Linked DNA regions of Gossypium hirsutum: all the other regions are linked to region 2. The links are chromatin contacts, called in public Hi-C maps. All regions are on one chromosome and are shown on one strand. Each heading gives the region's core, a stretch centred on a gene start, on an enhancer-like site or on the middle of the called end of the contact. The rest is flanking DNA. Distances are from core to core; before and after follow the strand shown.

Region 1 (4,080 bases), core at 1,090-3,589, 140 kb before region 2:
GCATCCTTATTTAGTTGGCAAGCATTTCCATATCAAGAAAGATCACCAGAGTCTTTGATTTTTAGTTGACAGACAAGCTATCACTCCTTATCAGTAGAAGTGGGTAGCAAAAATGTCGGGATATGATTATTCCATCACCTACAGAAAAGGGAACCTGAATATAGTAGCTATCACTCACAAGAGGATCAGTTGTTGCAATGTGTGGGAAGCATTTCATAGTCTAAGGTATGGAGGCAGATTTTGGATTCTTGTTTCACTGATCTAGCTTTACATAATATCTGTTTAGACTTTCAGCATCAGCTTTAGTTTCACCTAAAATATTCCTAGAATGGCAGAATCTTAAGACAAAAAGGGAAGGTAGTGGTTGAGCAGAACCTCAGGTTAAGAAATACTCTCTTTGACTTATTCCATGGTGGATGCCTCTAGACACAGAATCTCTAGTCTGTTGTATTGGAAAAGAATATCAACTAATGTAAAAAAATGGGTGATCGAATGTGAGGCTTGTCAGAGGTGTAAGCACGAAACAACAGCCTCACTAGGGTTGTTACAACCTCTACCTATTCTCACTCGTGCATGGGCGACTATCAGCATGGACTTCATCGAAGGGTTGCCTCTATCCAAAGGGAAAAACACTATTCTCATTGTTATTGACAGACTCACCAAGTATGGCCATTTTTTTTTACCTTGTCACATCCCTTCACTACCCTCATAGTGGCTCAACAGTATTTAGATCACGTTTACAAGCTCTATGGGGTTACTAAGAGTATTGTATCGGATAAATACAATATCTTCATCAACTCGTTTTGGCAATCATTATTCAAGCACCTAGTAAGCTCCACCTCTCTACTACCTATCACCCTCAGACCAATGGGCAGACTGAGGTTTTAAACAGAAGTTTGGAAGGTTATTTAAGGTGCATGTTAGGGGAACAGCCTAGTGAGTGGGTTCAATGGCTACCCTTAGTCGAGTGGTGGTAAAATACCACCTTTCATACGGCCATACAGACAACTCATTATGAAGCGAAAGGGTTGCAGCAAAGGGAAGCTGCTTGAGATCTATTGCAATTTCATTTAAAACGAGCTCAAAAATGTATGAAGCAAATAGCTGACAAATGTAAATCTGATAGGGAATTTCATATCAGTGACTTGGTTTACCTCAAATCACAACCTTATAGACAGTATTCCCTCAAGACGAAAGCCAATCAGAAGCTGTACCTAAGATATTTTATCCATTTCTCTATAGAAGCTAGGAGGGGCAAGGTAGCATACAAGTTGACCTTACCTGCTAATGCCCACATCCATTCCACCTTCCACGTTTCTCAACTCAAAAAGCACATTGGTTCTGCTGCTAGCACTCCAACGTTACCTCCTACAGATGCTCATGGCACTTTAGACAAAATACCAATAAGGGTCCTTGAGAGATAAATGGTGAAACGAGGGAATCATGCATCTACAAAGGTTTTTGTGGAATGGGCCAATATCTTCCCTGAAGACTCCACCTGGGAGAGTCTGACTGAGCTCTAACAGAAGTATCCAGCATTTGATCCTTGAGGACAAGGATTGTGTTTGTGGGGGGAGTATTTGATATGGAATAATTAGTGCAACAGTTATATGTTTAAATTTCTATTAATTTTCAGTTAATCATTTGTTTATTTGTCATTAGAACAAAACAATGTGTTTTGGGTAATGGTATTAGTTAAACCGTGCATATAAAGGGTACCTCAAAAACTGTTCATTTAAGGATATAACCATTTAGTTAAACTTTGCGGATTGGACAACTATTGCTGGATGTGACAAATTGTCATTCCTAAGCCGTTATTTGCTTTTATACTGACCAATCAGCATGAGGAATGGCAATTATGAGAAATACACAGTTTTTCTTCTTCATTTCTCTTCTCTGAAATTTTCTCTTGTCTTCTATCTGCTATTTCTTCCTTTCATTTTTCTATTTCGAATATTCTACCGTATCAAGAATCTTTAAATTTTAAAAATAATATTTATTTTTATAATATTTATATGGACTCAAGGCTAAATTAATAAAAAATAAAATTAAAAGATTAAATTTATTATTATACCAATTAAGAAAATACCACCTTAATTGCTTTATTGTTGGATGAAAAAAAAACAATCTAAAAAACATTAGTGATCAAATAGTTACTTTTCAAAATTAATTGACTAAAATAAAAATTTATACATAGTTAAGTGACCATTGTAGTTTACCTTATTTTAACTTGAATAGATTTAACACACAATTCGACTTAAATTTATTTTCATTGGTTAAGCAGGCCCATTATTAAGCCCAAATCATATGAACCTCGTTGGTAAGTCCGAAAAAAATTAACCGTGAAACTCATTGCTCCAGAAAGGCGCGTGCGTTAAGCTCTGAGCTCCCCCGGTTGTTCACTGTTCAGTCCAGAATTCCCAAACCGTTCCCTCCTCCTTGTCTGTTTTTTCCTTTAAAAAAAAACCTCAATTCTTTCAAGAAAGAGAATTTAAAAAAATTCAAATTTTCTGTTAATTTCTGAGTTCGATCTCTTATTTTCAATGGAGGAATCATCGTATTCAAATCTTAGTACCAGTCATTTGCTCGGCTCAGTTCCCGTAAGCTTCTTATTTTTATTTACCATCTAATTTGAATGATTTTCCTTTTTTTATCAATTTAATTTTTCAAAGATTCGACTTAATTTCAATTTTCATTCGAATCTCAGGCCGTTACCAATGAAGAAAAGAAGGCCTCTTATGATGGTGCTTTTTCTTTTACATTTAGCGTTTTGAAAAAGAAAAAAAGAAAAAAAAGGCTTATTACAGCATTTATGAACTTTTTTTTATTGTAATTATGCAGTTCCTGAAGCGAATATGCAAATTTTCCCTCCAAATAATGGCAGCGGAGGAGGTAGGGGTCGAGGTTATCAAACTCTTGAAGCTCCTACCGGTATTTTTTTTTTCTTATTTCTTTTAATTTATTTCCTTCCCCTAAAAGGAAAACTTCGTTCAAATTAATCAAATTTTCTTTTAAGTGATTTTTTTTCTATTGAGGTCATAAAATTGCAAATCTGCTCTATTTACAATGATTAATGTATTAAATAGTGGTTTTAGTGAGGAAATTTGTGTTCTTGATAATAACTGCAGGAAAGAAAAATGTCCAAAATCATTGCATCTAGAGTTGAGATATTAGAATTTTGGTTATTAAACTGTGTGATAGATGTAATTCAATTATAGTGTTACTGAAGGAACCTTAATACTCAATCATCCCTTTGTGTATCATATGCAGAAGAATTTGAACAACAGCCACCAAACAACTGGAGTGGGGTTTTTAGTATCTCATCATACACGCAGTATTTTAATGTGGATACAGATGTTGTCATATACAGATTGATTAGTTCCTTTTATCCTGTCACCGGAGATTTTTTCAGCAAGATTGATGCTAACCCTGACCTGTGAGTATGCTCAACCCCCACCCACCACCCCCCCCCCAAAAAAAAAACCTTCTTTTGCCATCATTGCATCGTAAAATTAGACATTACTTCTTTTGCCATCATTGCATCGTAAAATTAGACATTCTTTTTTGGAAATGATCAGTTGGAAGAGAAGTTTATGGAGGTTTTAGACGTTATAATAGCATATTAACTCTAGGCTATGTAAATTGGAATGAAAAGTGTACTGTAAGCAATCAAAGCATCCATTGACATGGGCAATCTTTCATTTGCAAGAAGTAATCTTTTTGGAAGTTGAGAACAGCTCACTAATCTCATCTGCAAACTTAACAAGTTAGAAAGTTTAGCTATTTGGTTGTCTATTTTGACATGAATTGTAACAACTTGGAAAAGCATCGAGAACATTGAAGGAAGCATGCTAAAGATAACAAATGCAAGTGGTATTATCTTAAAGGAGTAGAGGGCAACAGTAATACAATAGGTTTAAGCACCCATTGGTTGCATGGTCTGTTGCATCAGTATCTATTATTCATAAAAATAAGGTATTCATTAAGAAAGAAAATAGTAAAATAACTAGAAAAGAGATAGATTGAATCATTTGATGATGGAAGTCAAAATACATAGAAATTTGTAGCTTTTATTTGTCT
Region 2 (4,094 bases), core at 1,466-3,965:
ATCCTAGTAGAAACAAAGGTTTCCTTTATTAGGAAGAAGAAGAATCAACTACATTTTATATCACACTATAATAATACTTTAGACCACTAATATGTTGTGACAGAAAAAGTTGCAACTTGCAAACAATCCACCTTATTCAAGCATCGATGAGCGTCAAGTACTGACTTCAAATTCAACATGGGCTCCCCCATTCCCATGAACACTACATTTGTCACTCTGTGCTTGAAAATATCCTCGATAGCCAATACCTGTTCACATAAATTGTCTTTACCACATATTACTGAAACCATAAAGTCATCGTTATAAATTCTAAAGAACAAACAGCCTCTATTCTTCCAGAATCTAGAATTTAGCTAGCATTGAATCTCAATCCTACCAAATATCACCACTTAAGAGAGATTGCATAAATCAACAGAACTAAATTCTAGAAAGAGCTTTGAAAAGCATGTATGTACATGAAAAAAGAAAATTGAAGAAGCAGATCATATGTCTGCTCAATAATTTCTTGCCTTTGAAGATTCATTGAATATATTTTCTTTTAGCCAACTCTCAAAAGCGGCTATACAAACCAACTAAGTTAAATTCTGGATTTTGATCTCTTTATTTTCTAAAAAAGGTTATAAAAGCATGTACGTAAAAGCAAAAAGTTGAAGAAATGGATTATATGATGCTTAATAAGTTCGTGCATTTCAAGATTCCTTGAACACTCTCTGTTTCTAGCCACCTCTTAAAAGGTGACTACATGAATCACTAAGCTAAGGTCCGGATTTTAGCCTCTTTAATTTATAGAAGAGTTTGAAAGCATGTACGTACATGGAAAAAATAAAATAAGAAATGGATTAAATACCTGCTCAATAATTTCATGCCTTTGAAGATTCCTAGAATACCCTCCCTTTCCAGTGGCACAAAATGAACAACGCAAGGGGCAGCCTACCTGAATACCGAAATAAAACACAAAACAAGGAAACAAGGAAACAAGGAAACAATCAATAGGTATTGCATGGGATAACACCAGAAATGCATAACTAAGCAAAGAAAATCATCCACCAACCAACTCCTAACGGCAACCAGAAAACATAAATCACAAAAATGGAAAAGAAATCACCTGTGATGATACGCATGCAGTAAGACGCATCGAACCCTTTTCATCTTCAACTGGAATGCCAACTGTTTCGATCAATCTGTTATCCTCCAACTTTAACAATAACTGAATGATCAACAAAAAAAAAAAAAGAACACATAATTAAGAATAAAAACCGACAACGAACCACAAAGCATAATATTATCTAATTTACCAGGGAAAAGATCGAGCACCCAGAAGTTCATGATAAAATCTAAATATGGATAAATCTAGTCAAAATAGAACCTCTCTATCTAGTCATTACTTTGCGCTACATCCTTATTACTTCTTTAAAGTTGCTAGAATATGTAAAAGATATGATAGAATATAAGCAAATAACTAAAATCCACACATTATAATCATTCACAAAAGTATAGTTTAACTTTTATATATATTCTAAAAACATTTTGATTTCATCTCCGATAGCAGTTTTTACTTCATGCTATTGTTTTTAAGCTAAGTGAAAATAACTTATATTATCCAACCTCTTTGTTTTTTCCTAAGACATATGCGCTCAAGACCTATGTTTGACATAGATTTAGACATTTGATTTCATCTCAAATGCAGTTTTTACTTTATGCTTCCATATTTAAAACTAAGTAGTAAAATTAATCTATATTATCCGATCTCTTCACTTTCTCCTATAGCCTATGTGTATGAGACCTGTGTTCGACACATATTCAGAACTCTTCTATTTTACTTAAAGTACATGTGTTTGACACCTATATTCCACACATTCGGATAAGAGTAAGAGATATCATCCTCCAAATAGATTTAAAAGCTTTTAAGAATTTATGTACCTGTTTTGAACTCATACACTAGATCGCAAATCCAAATAACATAGAAATTAACAACCAAAATATAACATTCAATAGCATAAAATTACCTTAACAGTGCCATCAGCAGCAGTAACGGTGTGGTAAATTGGAGACCTTCCTATTTTCCATCCAGCTTCTATAAGATCATTTCTAAATGCTTGAGGCACTGTTTTTATTTTTTTTTTAAAAAGAGCTAAAATTTCACCAAATTAATAAACAAAAATAAATAAATAAAAATTATATAAAATGATTCTCACAGTGACTGAAATCCTGAATTTCTTTTGCCTTTCTCTTGTAAATTAAATGGTGTAGTTGCTTCCCTCTGTAACTTTGCTATATAATTAACAAAAAAAAAAGGGAAAAAAAGAACACTTATGAGAATTTTTCAAGTCAAATAAATGAATGTAAATTTAAGTAGTGTAATTACCTGGCCGAACTCGACGGCGAGTTGTTGAAGGTCATGTTCGGACATGCCGAGGAGGACGCGAGGGTCCACGTGAGGGGCACGAGAGGATGAGGTAGGGGAGGAGACGGTGAGATTGCGCGACGGCGTGCCGGTGGTGGAGGCGGAAGCGGAGACGGTGAAGGAACGGTGACGGGTGGCACGTGCGAGAGGAACGACGCAAACGTGCTGAAGCATGGAAATTTTGGTTGCAAACATGGCTTTCATCGTCTTTGAATTGAAGAGCAATAACCCTCTCTGTATAATATCAACAGTCTCAGCCTCATGAAATGGCTAAAACCTTAAACCTCAGCCTTTAATGAAAAGACCAATTTACCCCTACTCCAAATCAATGGCTTGAGATAGTTATATGGGGCCTTCTGTTTTTCTTATGGTCCGAAAGAAATATGGGCTTTAAGGGGATAAATTCTGGCCCAAATTTCTACTTTTAATACCAATATTAATGAATGAAGTGCTAAACGAGGAAAACATTTGGCCATACTTTTATTTAAAATTCTAATCTCGACCTGAAATGCACTTTGTAGTGGGTGGCCCTGGAGATCCATCCCATCTGAATAGATTAAGGGGTAAGAGAATCAATGGAGGATAATCCTCCTGAAAGGATGCATTCTTTGGAGATGATAATCGTGAAACTCCTAGGAAGAAGAATAGGATTCAATTCTCCACTGACAAAGCCAATAAGTTCTTTCTAGATAATGGATCTTTGCTAGTATTTCATACCCAAATGTGGGTTAGATTACTAGGAGTTCCCAATGCTTGGTACAAATATAACATTTTATAAGTGATTGGAGAAGTTATAAATAATATAATTAAAATTGATATTAATATCGATAATGGTACAAGAAGTAAATTTTTACATGTAATAATATCAGTTGATTTATGAATCTTTTGATTTGAAAATTGTAAATAGAAAGTGTGCTACAAGGGATAGAATATAAATCTCTCACTAATATTTAATTTATTATAGTTATCCTTCATACTTTTACTCTTTAGCAACAAAAATCTCTTTCTTAGCAACATATTTCTCTTAAGCCATAAACTTCTTTTCCTCCACAACAAACTTCTCATCTTTAGTTGTCAATCCCTCCTCAATAACAAACTGATCATTAGGGGTGAGTAAAACTTAATTTGATTCGAAATTTTTTTCGAATTTTGAGTTAATCGAATCAAGTTATTCGAGTTATTTGAACTATTCGAGCCAACTCAAATAACTCGATTCGAGTTTCAAGTTCGAATCGAGTTGAATTTCACAATTCGAATAATTCGAATAACAGATTGGTGTAAATACCTTTTTTATCCCCATCAACTTTGAAAATAAGCAAATAGACATCTCTCTAAAAAAATCAAAATAATTCCCAAAAATTCAAAATAAATTTTAAAACTTAAAATATTTATAAAAATTTCAAATTTTATATTTTAAAAAAAATTAAAAAATTCTAAAAATATATATAAAAAGTTAAAATTTTAAATTTTTTCTGAAATAATAATTTTGGGACCTAATTAATGATTCAATTTTATCACACTCAAGTATCTTATTTTTTATTATTATTTTACTTTGAAAAAAAATTCAAATATATATGATTTTAAATTTATGTGCTCTAACATGAAATTAGTTATACCGTAATAATATTTTTATTTGACATATTTAATTTAACTCGAACAATTTCACTCGGTTTGATTCGGTTCGATTCGA
Region 3 (4,090 bases), core at 1,163-3,662, 200 kb after region 2:
TGTATCAGTTAAAATATATTAAAATTATTTTATATCTTTTATATCTTTTTCAGTTTAATATTTTATTTGATAAAAATAATATCTTAATTTGTTATATGTATATGATATATATCATTTCCTAGATTAAACATAAATCAATCTTATATATGTATGGATGCTTTAAAAAAAATTAAAGTCAGGCTAATAAGATATAAAATTATAGTTAAGACGGTATGAAAATCTTTTTGATATATATTTAAATGTAAATGAGATAAATTTAAAGTTAAAATAATTTTATTCAAATTAATTACATTGATTGAATTGTTGATAAAATGTAGAGAATTGACATATAAATGTTTATTTGATATTAATTTCGGGTTTGATTTGGAATAAAATTCATCTAATATTTTATTAAAAATTTAATGAAAATTTATTTTAAAAAGCTAAATATTTATTATTGATTAAATGTAATAAAAAAATTATGAATAGATACCAAAACCAAGTTAAGGTTTCGAGTTTTAATTAATAGAAAGATTCTTCCCCACATACTAACGTTAAATAAAAAATAAATAACTAAATCAATTTCATTTTTCTAAAACACTTGTATTTGGGCTATTTTTACCAAAGAAAAATTATTATATTTAACTTTCTATAAATTTCATTATAGAAAATTCTTATTTAACTCTTCAATTTTGTTTAAAATTAATCATTATTTCTCTTGAAGTAATCACATTTCTCTACAAACATATATGGCAATGAATTTATTGGCACGTGAGGTATTGGACTTATGCCCACACCGAAATCCATGTCCATCTCCTCCACCATTGGAGACGCATTATTGAGAGAAAGCTTCTTTAGGGTTTGGAAATGCGATCAATATTGTCATAATTTGTTGGCAACCAACTAGCGTTTCAAAGAGTATCATTGTGTAGGCAAAGTTGCATGGTGAATATCATTTGTTTCTTCTGTACGAAAGAAAATCTATTAAACCCAGCAACTGCTCTTTAGCCTCCATTTTCTATTTTGATTCCTAAATACCTTGGGCTCGTCGAACATTTAGAACCTAATGCAAGTTTTTTTCTTTTCTTCTTAATAAAATCTAAAAAAAAATGTTGTTTGTGAAAAAAAATGAGTGACTCTTTGCTTTTAGGGAATTTTGTGGTAAGGAAGAGCCTACGAGGTCGAATAGCAGTGTTGGTCGGGCAACAAAGAAGGTAAGGAGGAGGACAGATCCATCGCCAGACATCGATGATACGATAGTGGATAAGAATCGCCAGAAGATTGAAGATGTGGGAGTGGATAAAATGTCGTATGAATCTATGTTGATGGGCACTTCCTTGGATGTCTTTTCGCAAGAGAAGATGGAGGAGTTTGTACTTCATGATGGAGATGTGGTCACAAAGTTGGTAGAAGGAATTTCATTGATCACCTTTTTTTGATCGGGTTCATAAGTTCATTGAGAGTAAGATGGCTAGGACCATTATTGTCAAACTTTTGTGTAAAAGATTGGTTTCAATACTTTACTTAATAAGGTGATAATTTTGTGGAATCTTAGACACCCTATACGGTTTATGGACTTAGAGAATGACTACCACCTAGTCTGGTTCCAAGATGAAGGATATTTTAATAAGGTTTTGGTCAGGGGGACTTGGGTGATCTTTGGTCAGTATTTGACCATACGTCATTGGTCACTGGATTTTTCGACATCGAATAATGAAGTGGATATCCAAGTGGTGTGGATAAGGCTACCTGGTTTGCCGGAAAGCTATTACTCAAATTTCTTACTTCGTGCTATTGGCCAAGTTATAAGGTCAGGGTCAAGCTTGATAGATATACAGATAGCTGAAAGCAGGAACACTTTGCTTGATTGGCTGTGTGTATGAATCTAAAGAAACCATTGGTGCCGAAAGTCAAGATTAATGATCATATACAACGAATTGAGTATGAATCTTTGTCGTTTGTATGTTTCAAATGTGAGCTTTATGGGAATAACTCTTATTTGTGCCTAGGGAGCAAGAACAAGGCATCAGAGCGTAGTGTTAATGGGGAAGAACTGCTGGTTGAAAAAATGGGTCTTTAGCGACGTGTGGAAGAGGAAAATTACGGGCCATGGATGCTTGTAGAACGACGATAAAGAGGGAAGGTACATCATGTGGAAATGATAAGGAATGGTTACTTCTTCAATGGATTGGGGGTTCACAGTTTTCAGTTCTAGCGGCAGATCTAGGCATTACTAGTCTCGTAATCAAGGCCACGGATGGAGGGTACCAGCCTGGTCAAATTAAAAGGCGTGATCTAGGAAAGAATTTTAATGCAAAGGTTGGAGAATCTTGACAAAAGGAAACAAAGTTGGGGAAGATAAGGATGGCTAGGCTTAACAGAAAAAAGAATTATAGTTGGTAGTGGGCCAAATCTGGTCCAAATGCATTAAGGCCAGTTAATGTCAATATTGGGTTAACTGCTATAAAGGGAGGGAATGTGTTAGATAATGGTTCTAAAATAGGCACGATAGATCCAAATGTTAAGGATAAGGGTTTTGATTACTTTTAAGTCCAATTTGGACATAAATAAACATAGTGCAACTCAGGTGGTTAAGAAAGGGGAGTCTAAAGGTTCAAAGGGGAAAAGATCACGTGTTTCACTTTGGAGAATCGAGTATGGGGTTCCCAAATCCAGATGTGCAAACAAGTTTCAACAGTGATATCCAATGGAAGAAACCGCCAGATCGCGAGTTGGAAGGTGATGGAACCCTAATGGTGGAGCTAATGGCAACAATGGAGGGCATTGTGCGTGGCATTGAACAAGGAACCATGAATTGTTCCCCAATAGAGGATGAAATTTTTTGTGGTGGAAGTTATGGATGATGATGTTATTAGAAATGCCGAGGTTAGTTGTTGATTTTAGTGTCGAAGCTTGGATTGGTTGTTTGGTTGTTTTTTCTGTCAAGGAACTAGTCATCTCTATTTTTGTAATTTTATGGCTAAGTATAAAATAGAATTTTGTTTAGATGTTATGTGTTTGTTTGAGACTCAGGTCAATGGTGTTTGGGCGAATGGCATCATTTTCAAACCTGGGTTCCCAAATTCATTCAGAATTGAAGCGAAGGTTTTTGTTGGGGAATGTGGGTTCTCTGGAGTGACAGTGTCCTCATTGACATTCTGAATTTGCATCCATAGATGATTCATATGAGGGTTAGTATCAGACAAGGACCTTCTAAGTTTTTATGTTTAGTAGTGTATGTTATCCCATAACTAGTAACGCGAAGTAATGGGGTTTTTTGAATTCTCTTGTTGAATCGATTAGGGAACTGTGGATTATAGTAAGAGACTTTAATTCGATTCTAGAGCCGTCAAAATGAGTGGGTAGGGCAACGAGCGTGTGAAGTGGATGTAGTAGTTTCCAGCCTTTTCTGTTTGATAATGGTATTCATGACTTGGGGTTCAGTAGGCCTCGATTCACCTAGAGTAGAAGCAATCTATTACAGGGCATAGATAGGGTTGTGTGTAACTTGATTTGGGACTCGTTTGCACCAAATTGCTCAATACAAAATTTCCATCACCTAAAGTCAGATCATTGGTCGATTTTTGTTTCTCTCAATCCGTTGCAAAATAGAGGTAATAGACCTTTCAGTTGCTTAGCTAATTGGTTGCTCCATGCTGATTTTAAGGGCCTTATAAGTAGCAATTGGAAGAATAATATGGATGTGATTACTAACTTAGAGCTTTTCCAAAAAAAAAGGTTTAAAAATGTAGTAAACATGTTTTTGGGAATATTTTTGTTCGTAAGAGGAGGCTAATTTCGAAACTTGAATGTAAAGAAATTTTGAAGTTTAGGTATTCAGTTAGATTTTGTGATCGTAAATTGGAATTACGGTACGAGGTTGAGGAATTCCTGAAGCATGAAGAGTTGTTATGGTATCAAAAATCTAGATCAGAATGGCTTACGAATGGCGATAGAAACACAAAGTATTTTCATAGCCGTACTATGGCTAGGCAGAAGAAAAATAAGGTGGAAAGACTTAAAATTGGGAATGATGATTGGTGCCTTGATTCGAAGGTCCTACAACATGTGGTGGAATTTTTTAAAGAACTTTATTATGTGGATTATTCAG

Evidence for each region. A called contact is a pair of places that touch in the nucleus more often than the background predicts.
Region 1: a contact with region 2 is called in a Hi-C map of leaf, with 1.7 times the contacts expected there. The contact joins the promoter of LOC107904132 here to the promoter of LOC107904126 in region 2. A contact is called at or near these places in 4 of 34 Hi-C or Micro-C datasets (callus and leaf).
Region 3: a contact with region 2 is called in a Hi-C map of leaf, with 3 times the contacts expected there. The contact joins the enhancer-like site here to the promoter of LOC107904126 in region 2. A contact is called at or near these places in 8 of 34 Hi-C or Micro-C datasets (anther, callus, hypocotyl and 1 more).

What each region holds. Positions count from the first base shown.
Region 1 is chrD05:33,834,004-33,838,083 of Gossypium_hirsutum_v2.1, reverse strand. It overlaps LOC107904132 (protein YIPF1 homolog), which reads left to right and starts at 2,339. Exons shown (of 7, transcript XM_016830408.2): 1 at 2,339-2,600; 2 at 2,708-2,744; 3 at 2,842-2,931; 4 at 3,271-3,436. The coding sequence starts at 2,544.
Region 2 is chrD05:33,694,948-33,699,041 of Gossypium_hirsutum_v2.1, reverse strand. LOC107904126 (probable dual-specificity RNA methyltransferase RlmN) reads right to left here and starts at 2,715. Exons shown (of 10, transcript XM_016830399.2): 1 at 2,366-2,715; 2 at 2,196-2,271; 3 at 2,007-2,104; 4 at 1,106-1,207; 5 at 848-934; 6 at 132-248. The coding sequence starts at 2,608.
Region 3 is chrD05:33,493,528-33,497,617 of Gossypium_hirsutum_v2.1, reverse strand. No RefSeq gene overlaps it. Among protein-coding and RNA genes, the nearest start is that of LOC107904120, 15 kb to the right of the region's middle. Within about 2 kb of position 2,412, at least 8 of the 9 cell types and tissues checked have an H3K27ac peak or open chromatin away from gene starts, as enhancers often do. A contact at or near this core is called in hypocotyl and leaf, where this site is marked.